Regions from separate parts of the Gasterosteus aculeatus genome. Here region 1 is linked to region 2. The links are chromatin contacts, called in public Hi-C maps. All regions are on one chromosome and are shown on one strand. Each heading gives the region's core, a stretch centred on a gene start, on an enhancer-like site or on the middle of the called end of the contact. The rest is flanking DNA. Distances are from core to core; before and after follow the strand shown.

What was found. Hi-C and Micro-C count contacts between places; a contact is called where the count stands out from the background.
Region 1: a contact with region 2 is called in a Hi-C map of skeletal muscle, with 10 times the contacts expected there. The contact joins the promoter of oat here to the enhancer-like site in region 2. A contact is called at or near these places in 4 of 6 Hi-C or Micro-C datasets (liver, skeletal muscle and tail fin).

The regions. Positions count from the first base shown.
Region 1 is chr5:11,463,499-11,468,729 of fGasAcu3.hap1.1, reverse strand. oat (ornithine aminotransferase) reads right to left here and starts at 1,448. Exons shown (of 10, transcript XM_040176477.2): 1 at 1,288-1,448. lhpp (phospholysine phosphohistidine inorganic pyrophosphate phosphatase) reads left to right here and starts at 1,385. Exons shown (of 7, transcript XM_040176480.2): 1 at 1,385-1,907; 2 at 2,122-2,309; 3 at 2,562-2,715; 4 at 2,806-2,869; 5 at 2,949-3,041; 6 at 3,847-3,938. The coding sequence starts at 1,777.
Region 2 is chr5:11,412,908-11,418,265 of fGasAcu3.hap1.1, reverse strand. It overlaps LOC120818874 (C-terminal-binding protein 2), which reads right to left. Exons shown (of 10, transcript XM_078103391.1): 7 at 4,805-4,935; 8 at 3,437-3,564; 9 at 3,184-3,301; 10 at 272-2,026. The coding sequence ends at 1,846. zranb1a (zinc finger, RAN-binding domain containing 1a) reads left to right here. Exons shown (of 10, transcript XM_040175742.2): 10 at 1-238. Among protein-coding and RNA genes, the nearest start is that of zranb1a, 13 kb to the left of the region's middle. Within about 2 kb of position 2,550, at least 3 of the 9 cell types and tissues checked have open chromatin away from gene starts, as enhancers often do.

The sequences.
Region 1 (5,231 bases), core at 199-2,698, 52 kb before region 2:
TTTTACAGTTGTTAAGAAGTCTCACTTCTTTCCAGAAATCAACAACATTATTATTTCTCAACTTCTTGGCCATGGAGTCAGACCTCATGGCTTGCTCATCTTTGCAAAATTAATCGAATGGCATGAGAGGCATGTTTTTTTTAAGGGGTTGCATGAATGCATTCTTGCAAACAAACAGGTGGTTTTCTGTAAACAAAGACAATAGGAACCATAATGTAACAAACAATAACAAAGCATAATAATAAGCAAATAAAGAGCCAATTGTAAAGGAAATTCTAAAACCTGGTGACATTTTATAGAACAAAATAGTAGTCCAAATAATCAACAGACGAATCTGCAGATTATTCAATAAAGAAAATACAAAAAAAGCACATTGCAGCAACAAGAAACGTGCTTAATAAACCAACACGCCGTTATATGACATTGAATAGAGCCCGTGGGCCTCGCCTGTATGCTGAATAACGCTTTTTCTTTCACAAGCAACACAAAGGAGGGACGTACTTGGCGGCGTTGACAAAAAGCTAATCCCAAAGCAGCACGGCAACGCAACTGTGATGTTCCAGACTAAGTAGACGCCCTGTGACATGCAAGACTCCTGTTTAAACAGCTAGGATGATGTGGCACTAAAATGCAACGAAATGAAATTCTGGCAAAATTGACAGTACGTGCAAAAAAAAAGAAAAAGAAGAACAGATTAGTTATCCAGAATCCTGCTCTGGATAATCAATAACTCTGACCGGTGAATAAACACACAAAGCCAACAGAGGCAGCGACTGGTTTCTATGAACGCGGCTCCTGAGAGGCGATAGGTTCCTGGAGGGGGGAGGCAGCCTCGCACCCCACCCCCTCCCTCCCCCGCCGCAGTAACTTCACAGCCACGCGAAAACCCGCAGTAGCAACAACGTTAATTCCTCACTGAGCGGCTTTCAGAAACCGGGTCGTGTTACGTAATACTGTATCGTCGGGTTGTGTGTATGTGTGTGCGGGAGGGGGGTTCGCATGACGTCCCCTAAAACGCTTACTTAAGCTATGACAGTCGCCATAAATTATATGAATGCCCCCCCATTCCCGAGCGTGAACCTCTTATAAACCGCTGCTAACCGCACGCACGCGCAGGCGGCGGCGGAGCACCTGCGCCTTTTATTTATATTTGTAAAACACCAGCTAGCTAGCTAGCTAACAAACGTTAGCGCCTGCCGGATTTCAGTTGCCTTTAAGCGATCTCTAAACCCTCGATGACGGGGAGAGGAGAGGAAAGGAGCCTCGCGGGGGAAGCCAAATAAGTACCAGAGAAGTGAAGCGAAGATTAAAAGCCCCTCTAGTGGCGCGATGGATGTCCGTCCTGTCCTGATGGGTGAAGCTGAAGGCGCCGGTGCGGCTTAATAAATGCCCGTTGGTTGGGCGGGGGGCGGGGACGAGCCCTCGGCGCCTTCCGTGCGTGCTGCGTCAGAGGACACGCCCCCATGCCGCAACTTCACCCGGCGATTGCAAGATCGACCAATTTTTAAGTCGCCTGGACGAAACAGACAACTGTCATTCATTTAAAGGGCGAAAGAGTGGCACGTTCGTTCAGCTCGGTTAAAAGACACTTCATTGTTTGAGTTGTATTTATAAAATCATACCACTGCATCTTTTAGGTGACTTAACTCCGACAGTGACCGTTGCCCTTAGGCCCGTGTATGTTATTATTAGTCATACGAACCGCTATGAGATTAATTCACGGGAGCTGCCCGGCTCGCTCCACGCGCATGCGCGTTTCGAGGCTGTCATTGCGTCATGGCTGACACGGACTGGCCGGGCTGTGCGAGGAGTTTGAAAGGTGTCATACTGGACATGTGCGGCGTTTTATATGACAGCGGGGAGGGCGACGGGGTCGCCATTCCCGGTTCAATTGAAGCGGTGAAAATGTGAGTTGGGAGTTGTTTTTTTATACCTTTAAATACGGTCTCTCCGTAGTGTTGCCAACTTCATGGATGCTAACGTTAGCATTCCCCTGCTAGACTCCCAACGCGTCTCTATGCACGCATGATGTTAATATCTGAACGGTGCGCGGGGGCGTCTCTATCCACAGTGTCACCATGTTGCTGCAAGCTCAACCTCCTTGTGCTTTTGGTTTTAAAGGCTCAAGGCATCCGACCTGCAGCTGCGCTTCTGCACCAATGAGACTCAGGCAGCCAGAGAGACGTTCGTCGCCAAGCTCCAGAGACTGGGCTTCGACATCCTCGTGTCTGAGGTCTTCTCTCCCGCTCCTGCCGCCGCGGCTGTCCTCAAGGAGAGGGGCTTACGGCCCCACCTGCTCGTGTATGATGGTGAATACTACTGCGCCTTGACAGCATCCCCTGAGTGGTTCCTGCAAAACATGCAACGACTCAACATGTGGCGTTTAATTGAGCAGGAAAGCAACATATCTAACATAACGGTGCTTTGTTTAGGCCCAGTTGTGCATCATTATTAGCTTCTGAGGAAAAAAAACAGATTTCGGGATTTGTTGACAGTATGTAAACTGTGTTGTTAACATCACAACGTCCTCCAAATGACTCCATACGTTCACTCCGATGCAGGACTTCTCCCAGAGTTCGACAGTGTTGACCAGAGCAACCCGAACTGCGTGGTGATTGGAGACGCCGCTGAAAAGTTTACCTACCAGAACCTGAACGAGGCATTTAGGGTCCTCACAGACCTGGAGAAGCCACTTCTGTTCTCTCTGGGCCAAGGGTAAGAGGATATTGTGCAACTCTACAGGCATTATTGCCTATTCTAATTGATAAGCACAACGTAAAATATATACGTGTGATCTCCCCATAGGAGGTACTACAAAGAGACGGACGGTTTGAAACTAGACGTCGGAGCCTACATGAAGGCTCTGGAGGTACAGTAAGTGCTTCGTTTGCATTGGTTAAGAAGAGCAGTTCTTATGTGAACATTGATGATGATTTTTTCCCCTCCAGTATGCGTGTGATTTAAAGGCCGAAGTAGTTGGAAAGCCGTCCCCGACGTTCTTCCAGAGTGTTCTCAATGACATGGGACTTCAACCACATGAGGTACATAACAACAAAGTCAACCATAATAATCCAGATTCCCACTGCACTTTACATGTTTTCCACACTTTTTATCTAGGTTCATTTTTTTAAATGTAGCTTTACAGTCAATGATTTTTGACTGTTTGACCTTTGACTGAGTGAGTCAGTCAGTGGGAACTGTGAGTTGCCCTTAACGAGGCAGAAGTGATCAAGATGTTCAGCGTTCACCAGGCGAGCTTGAAGTGGAGGTCGTCGCGCTGCAAAGACGCGGTTGTCGCTAACCACCGAGTGGCAAACACGCGGCCGCAAGCTTCCCCAATCGTGCAATTATTGATAAAAAACACTACAAGGGTAAATAGCAAAAAGGACCAATGCCACACAGCTGCCCCCAGATTTCTGAGCAGATCTTTGGCCACAAACTCTCGAGTGACTACAAAAGACCGGCAGCGGGACACTGGGCTTTCGGTCTCCTCAGTGAGGTGCATACTAAACGTGCAAAGGTCTCCGTGCCCGAACTCCCAAGGCGAACACCCTCACTGACCCAGAAGCACAAGAAAAGAAATCTGATGCTCAGACAGCTGAGAAGTTCATAAAAGAAACACGAGGTGAAGGGAGGGCAGGATGAAATCTATCCGTCAAGTGCCGTGTGGGCGAGAGCTGGAAACAATAGGAAGCGATGACTACTGGCGGTCCTCGTGAAATAAGTTACATGTTACCTTAATTACATGAGATGTTGGCACGTTATTAGTGTTAATTTACATTATTTGCATATAGCAGCTTAAAACAACTTCACCTAAAAAATAAAATAAAAATGTTTTTCTTGCAGGTGCTGATGATTGGGGACGATCTGGTGAATGACGTGGGAGGGGCCCAACGCTGTGGAATGAGAGGCGTTCAAGTCAGGACGGGCAAATACCGGTCAGTGGGGTCCTTCAATCTACCAAAGATAAACATGAGTCCTTATTGGCCACCGCTGGGCCACGGCTGCTCCTATTGGTTGGTGAAACCATCCATGTCGGTGTGTGAGCAGCCAAAGTTTCCTTTACTAAGATGCCATCTTGTTCTCTGGCTAAATCTGTGCTTTTATAACCGATAAAAGTGTAAGTGTAAGATTGCTTCATTACTTAGTTGCATAGCTGTGTTTTAAACCTCCGTTTCATAAAAGGTTTAGATCTTTTTAAGAAAAGTATGAGTTTTTTTCTTCTTTTTTATAGATCTTGAAAGCTATTCTGATCCTACTGCGAATAAAATTCTATATCTATTTGCCAGCAGAGGGCGCAGTCACACCAGGATTGTGAGTCCCAGTTTCCTCCTCTACGCTCACTGGGCCGCCTCATTCTTTAGCATTCCACGTTTTGTTTATTGGATTGAGAAGGTGCCGAAAATAGCTTTATCCTCTCCACATGTTGAATGCAACTCGCCCACAGGGCTATAAGTCACCCAAGAATTTATGATCCCAAATCATTACGCCTTTCTCATGGTGTAATTACAGAAACATCTGGTTGATTATTTTAGAAGACATTTGTGGTAGTTACGGCTTGATGAAAAAGAGGGAAATGTCAGGGAGTGGTTATGGAAGTCCAGTTCATGCCACTGATATGCTGTTCATTATAACAACCAGTCCCTGAACAGTGATTCAGAATAACACTCATTGTTACATTAACGTTTGGGATTTGGTTTGTGCGTTCTTCAGCAAAGTTTTTGTGGAGCGGGAACTTTGCAATGGATCCGAATCACGGGGCACAAATAATGAGTGGTTTGGCTATAAACCACCGATCAGTCTGAAGAGTGCCACGCTGGATGACCTGCATGCAACTGCTGCGCACTTGCATGCAGGTCTGGAGTCACGTGACCACGGAACGCTGAGTAATCTTCTTGAGCATCGGCCCGCTGTAATCCTGCACGAACGGCACAGTCGCTCTGTTTGGCTGCATGGCACACGTGTGTTTCCACTTTGATCCGAGTTCAGAGGCCACGCGTCGCTGTCGGCTCAATCAGGGGAGGCGGGACCTTTTTCAAACAGATACTCTGCAGAATTAAATTCATATGGTTTGTTATTCTTATTACTCTGCGATCTTCTCCTAGCAGCACAGTTTGGCGTTGGTGTGCTAACTCTCTTAATACTGAATTAACTCCACTAAATACAGGATGAAGCAGATATGAATCAATCACTGCTCATCCTTTTTTTTTTATTATTTCCTTCTGTTTTTT
Region 2 (5,358 bases), core at 1,301-3,800:
TTTCCCAAGGAAATCCCTCGTTCGTTTTTCTGCCGTCACCCTCATCAACACACAACTCTACTAAAATGTAATATTCATTTCATTTTCTGTTGGAAGGACTTGCTTGTACTTTGGTGCCCCCCCACCTTCCACTGTGACAAAAGATAAAACAACATTGACGACCCAGATCATGTAAGATTACGTTGAAAGAATGTATCTCATCAGGAGCTGCTCTGCTAATAAAACCATACAAGACAAAGAAGTGTGAAGAAATCATGCCGGCGCAGACCGCTGGTTCTCCGAATCATATCTTTTATTTGAACTGCACTGAATGCTAAATGTTCACCTTGTACAAGAAACAAATACAAATACTCACACTAAAAACAAAAAAACCATACTGCTGGCTGCCTCTTCTGCTATTGTTGGGACACTAAGGAGTTTCTGCTATTGCTCTTACAGAGTACGAGACGCCCCAAAGAACCTGGCCTTCAATAGAACAAAAAGAATAAGGAGAGAAGAGGGTGGACCACGTGGGACTATGGTTATAGGAACATTTAACTAGGCAATACAAATCTAACAGGACTCTTCAAAACTCTTTTTAAACACCAAAAACGTGGGATGCGCCTTGTATATAAAAATACCACAATGGAGAGGATGAGGGAGGAGAGAGAATATCCAGACTAAACACATTAGTCTTATCTTTTTTTTTTGTTCCTCAAAAACAGAATTTTGGAATAAACAATATCTGCAAAAAGGTTTTCCTGAGTCATTAATGAAAGTAAGTTTGCTTTAACCCTTTCCTGTCTTCAGTGTGAAATGTGCTGAGAGAAGAGGGGGAGGTCACAATCCGTGCGCTGCTGCCACTTGGTTTGATTTCGGGTTTCGATCAGAAACTTATGATTCCGAAAAAAGAGAAAAAAAGGCTTCCTCCTTCAGAGCTCAGTCACACTGACACGTTACCAAATAGCTCTTGACTAAAAGAGAAAAGGTAAAATACTTCATCGCAATCCATTTAATGTCAAACTTCAACAATCAAATGTTATGTGAAGTGAACGTTAAAAGCTTAAAAAAAAGAATCGCACAACATTTATTGGTCTCAACGAGGACCCCCCCCCCCCACCCCCCAAGTGCCCTCATGTGGTGGAATCCTACAACTGCAACAGCTGTCATGTGTGTTATTGCCAGGAAAGGGCCAAAACTCACATTAGATTACTAGAACGGATGAGCAATCTTTTTTTTTGTCTGACGAGTGATAAATATATATAGCAATCCATTTTTAGTCATTCACACAGAAGATTGAAAGAAAGAAAAAAAAAATAGTTCTCTTCTGTGGCATAATGAGGGGGGCTAAACAACACACATTAGTTACACAAGGAGGGAAGGAGCTGGGTGGAGGGGAGGGTCAGGGTGAAGTTTGGGAGGAGGGGGGTTAAGGTCCAGTTGCACATGATGCCAAAGTTTTTTTTCCCCTCTCGTTCGCCCATCGGTGTGTCGAGATGTGCGCCTACGCTTCTCCCATGAGCTCTGAGGTGTACGGGAGGCGGGACAAGAGTCTCATCGGGGACGCTGGAAAAAAAAAGAGACAAAAACCACTCGACTTTGTGTCCACAATCATACGCGTGTCACCGGAGGAAAAAAACCCAAACACCATCATCATCATCATCATCAAAGAGTAAAGTCGGTACTGAACCCAGAGAGACAAGAGAGTAGAAACTAAAACATTAAAAGTAGAAATTCCCCGGCACGCTTCCTCAGTTCGGTGACAGTCCGCTCGTGTCGTCTCGCTGTCTCTTGGTCCCAGTTGGTCGGTCGGTTGTGAAAGTCGACGCGTCGGACGAGGGCTCGCCGTTCGTATCCCTTCTGCTGCTATTGCTCGGTCAGGTGCTCTCTGGTCTCGCCGTGTTTGGAGGGCTGGTTGGGCGACGGGGCCTGGGAGGGGTGTGTACCAGAGGGCAGGGTGTGGGCGATGGGCAGCCCACCTGGCACCATGCCCTCTAACGCCCCGGGGATGCCCCCTGGAGCCACTCCGACTACGCCCGGGGGGTATCTGGGGAAGGGGAGGGGTCAGAGTTAGTGTCACGGGGCAGTGTGGCTCCCAAAGGGCCTCTTAGGGTTACTAAGTCATAGTGTAACATGTCGAAAACAAGTCATAGCATGTTGAAAAAAAGCGGTTAAAAGGTCATGTATGTAATATAGCTCTTTCCCACCACAGTTAGAATAAATATATATTATTGTGTGTTGAAAAAATATCATTAAAAGTATAAAAAACGATATTAGTGTGTTATAAAAAGTCATTGTTTGGCATGTAGTATGTAGAAAACACCCCATTAAAACGTCCAATAAGAAATATGTTCACATATATGGAGGGAAAGTCCTAAAGAAGCCATAGGAGAGCATGTCAAAGAACGTCTTAGTACAGTATTTTGGACAAAAATCATAGTAGAGCATGTTGAAAACACTCCCATGAGTACATGATTAAAAAGTCAGTATTGTATTATTTATAATGTTTAAAGGTGATAGTGTGTTATAGTCATCGTATTGTGTGTAAAGAGTGATTTATAATTTTCACAGTACAGTTTGTCATGAAAGTCCAAATGTTTCAGTACATTACTGTAAAATCAGTTCAGTAATTCAATTCACACTCTGAGCCTGAGGTTCTCCATTCAACCAAAAAGGGGGAAGTGTGTGTGTGTGGGGGGGGGGGGGGGGGTCCCAAAATCCCACAAGAAGGAACTCCCAAAAGCATGACTCCATCCGGGGAAAGGATTTGTGTCATGCTCATGGAGACGCTCAGAAAAAACCCACATTCGCTACGAACGGGGAGGGGGGAGGAGTGCTGAGGAGGCATAGAGGGGGGGGGGGGGGACACACACCACGCCAGCTCGGGGGAGAAGGGGGGGAGAGAGGGTCTTATCCGGGGACCCGCAGACACGAGGCTCGTCGTCCCGGGTGGTCGTATTTACCTGCTCCTGATCTAGGCAATAATTTTGTCTTGGGGGACACCGGTTGTTATGCCAGGAAGAGTTTGGCTCACTTGGCTGCGTGAGAGAAACACACGGAGGCGGACATGCTGAGTTTAGGAAGAGCCCACAGCTCAAAGAATGACCATTGGACTACCACAGAGAACAGGGACAAAACATTCCTGAGATAATGCAGGGCAGCCTTTTTTTTTTTTTTTTTTAAATTTGCGTGTTCGGGGTTTACCTGTAGGCGGCGCCGTTGAGCTCGTGGTGGACGCCCGGTTGATCCATGACGGCCCACGGCGCCGTGGTGACAAAGAACTCCTTGTTGACGCAGTTTCTTAGGCTGTCGGGGATGCGGCCTGTCGTGTCGGGGGGGCAAACACACACACACACACACACACACACACACACACACATGTTTAGCAGTGTGCTGGTGCAGATGTTGGCGCGGTGGCAGGAACAGATGTTTTGGATTAGTGGACGGGGCGGCGTACCGGTGACGGCTCTCCGGATCTCGGTGGCGGCGGCCTCCCTCATCTCCAGAGAGGCCTGCTCGCTGTACCAGGCCGTGTGCGGGGTGCAGATCAGGTTGGGAGCGTCTTTCAGCGGACCCTGGGCAAAACTGTGAGACACACACACACACACACACACACACACACACACAGCGAGTAAGAAAAATGAGGGAAAAGGAATAAAACAAATTATTAAACACGGGAGAAAGGATTACAAGAGCTGTGCTCTTCTTATCTTTGTGAACTAACTAACGTTTTCTTCTAAATGACCAAACTTCCTGTCTACTACTTTTATTTATTATTTTATTTGCTGCTTATCGTCACTTTATTTGGATGTTTCATCTCCTGAAGAGGGAAAGCTTCCAGGTGCCTTATGGAATAAAATATTTGTATGTTCATGGATTCTGGATTTATTTTAATGAGGCAGAAATAACTTCAACTAATTCCTCTGTGACTAACTGAAGTTTTCTGTAAAAAAAAGAAGAAGAAAAAAAAGAAATCTAAAAAGCAATTTGTTTTGGGTTGTCTTTAACGTTAACATTCTGTGAGGATTGGCAGGTGGCAGAGAGAGGGATTCTGTCAAATAAAGCCCAGTTGTCAAAATTAAAATATGTCTCGGTATTCACCCATGACACAGTCTTCCTCCTCCTTCATCCGTGGGCTGTCAAGTGGCACTGAGAGACAGATCACGCCCTCCCCCCCCGCCTCCCCCTCCATTCCTGTAAGGCCTGGTTCTGTGTGCGTGTGCATGTTTGTGTAACGCCTCAGTGGCGCCCCGAATCGGTTTCAGTGTCGCGCGGGATGGGTGGGCGGAGCACGAGTTCCTAACTGTGAACAATAATCACCAGCAGCAACTTTTTTCCAAGAAGCATTTTCTCATTTAGAAATTTGCCCTGAACAATGGACGTCTTGGAGCTCGTGGGTCTGGAGCCAGAGCGCCGTGGCCTTTTCTCCCTTTTTCCTTTCGTGTGAATGACACCAGGAGTGAGGCCGGGAGGCGGGCTTAGAGATCGCCACAGGATCCCCCTCATTCCATCCGTTATAGTTCACTTATTTACGTTACGCTCTGAATCAGTCTCGCCTGCTCTATTGCGAATAAAAGGAGCTCCCTCCGTCTCCCGAGTTCCATTAACTTCAGTTTGTCTTGAAGCGGTCGTGTGTCCGTCCGCGTGTCTCACGGCCGTCTATGGTTCTCCGTCTCTGACTGTAACTTGCTGCCTTCTCCTTCCCTTCCTTCTGTTACCTCGTCTCAACCGTCTCTGTGAGCCAGGCGTTCATCCGTCGGCCTATTGAGAGGGCTGTGTGTGTGTGTGTGTGTGTGTGTGTGTGTGTGTGTGTGCGTATACTCACGTGAAGGGCTCCGTCTCATGAACGTCCAAGGCGGCACCGCGTATCCTGCCCTCCTTCAAAGCCTGGGCCAGGGCCTTTTCGTCCACCAGGCCCCCCCGCGCGGTGTTGACCAGGAACGCGCCCTGACGCATCTGTTGTGCACAACACACACACACACACACACGATCAAACAAACAAGGTGTTAAGATTACCAACTCAAGGTCGCTCATGTCATCACCCCATTATTTCATTTTACTACCAGCATTGCTTAGTCCAGTGGCCTTGACCTTTGACCGCTGACAATGTAATCGGATCATCTTTGAGTCCAAGCTGATGTTTTTGCAGATATAATGAAAGATATCCCGGCGGCGATGCGCTCTCTTCACTGTGACAGACGTGAGGTCACAGCCACCTTGAGCTCCGACCACCAAACTTTAACCAGCTCATTAGGCGGCTGGTCCGAGGGACAGACGGACGGACGGGTGGACAACCCGAAAAAAATGTCATTTTGAGCCCAGCTATTGCAGAGAAATAAAAACAACTCAGTTATTCACAGGCAAATGGCCAGATTTGGG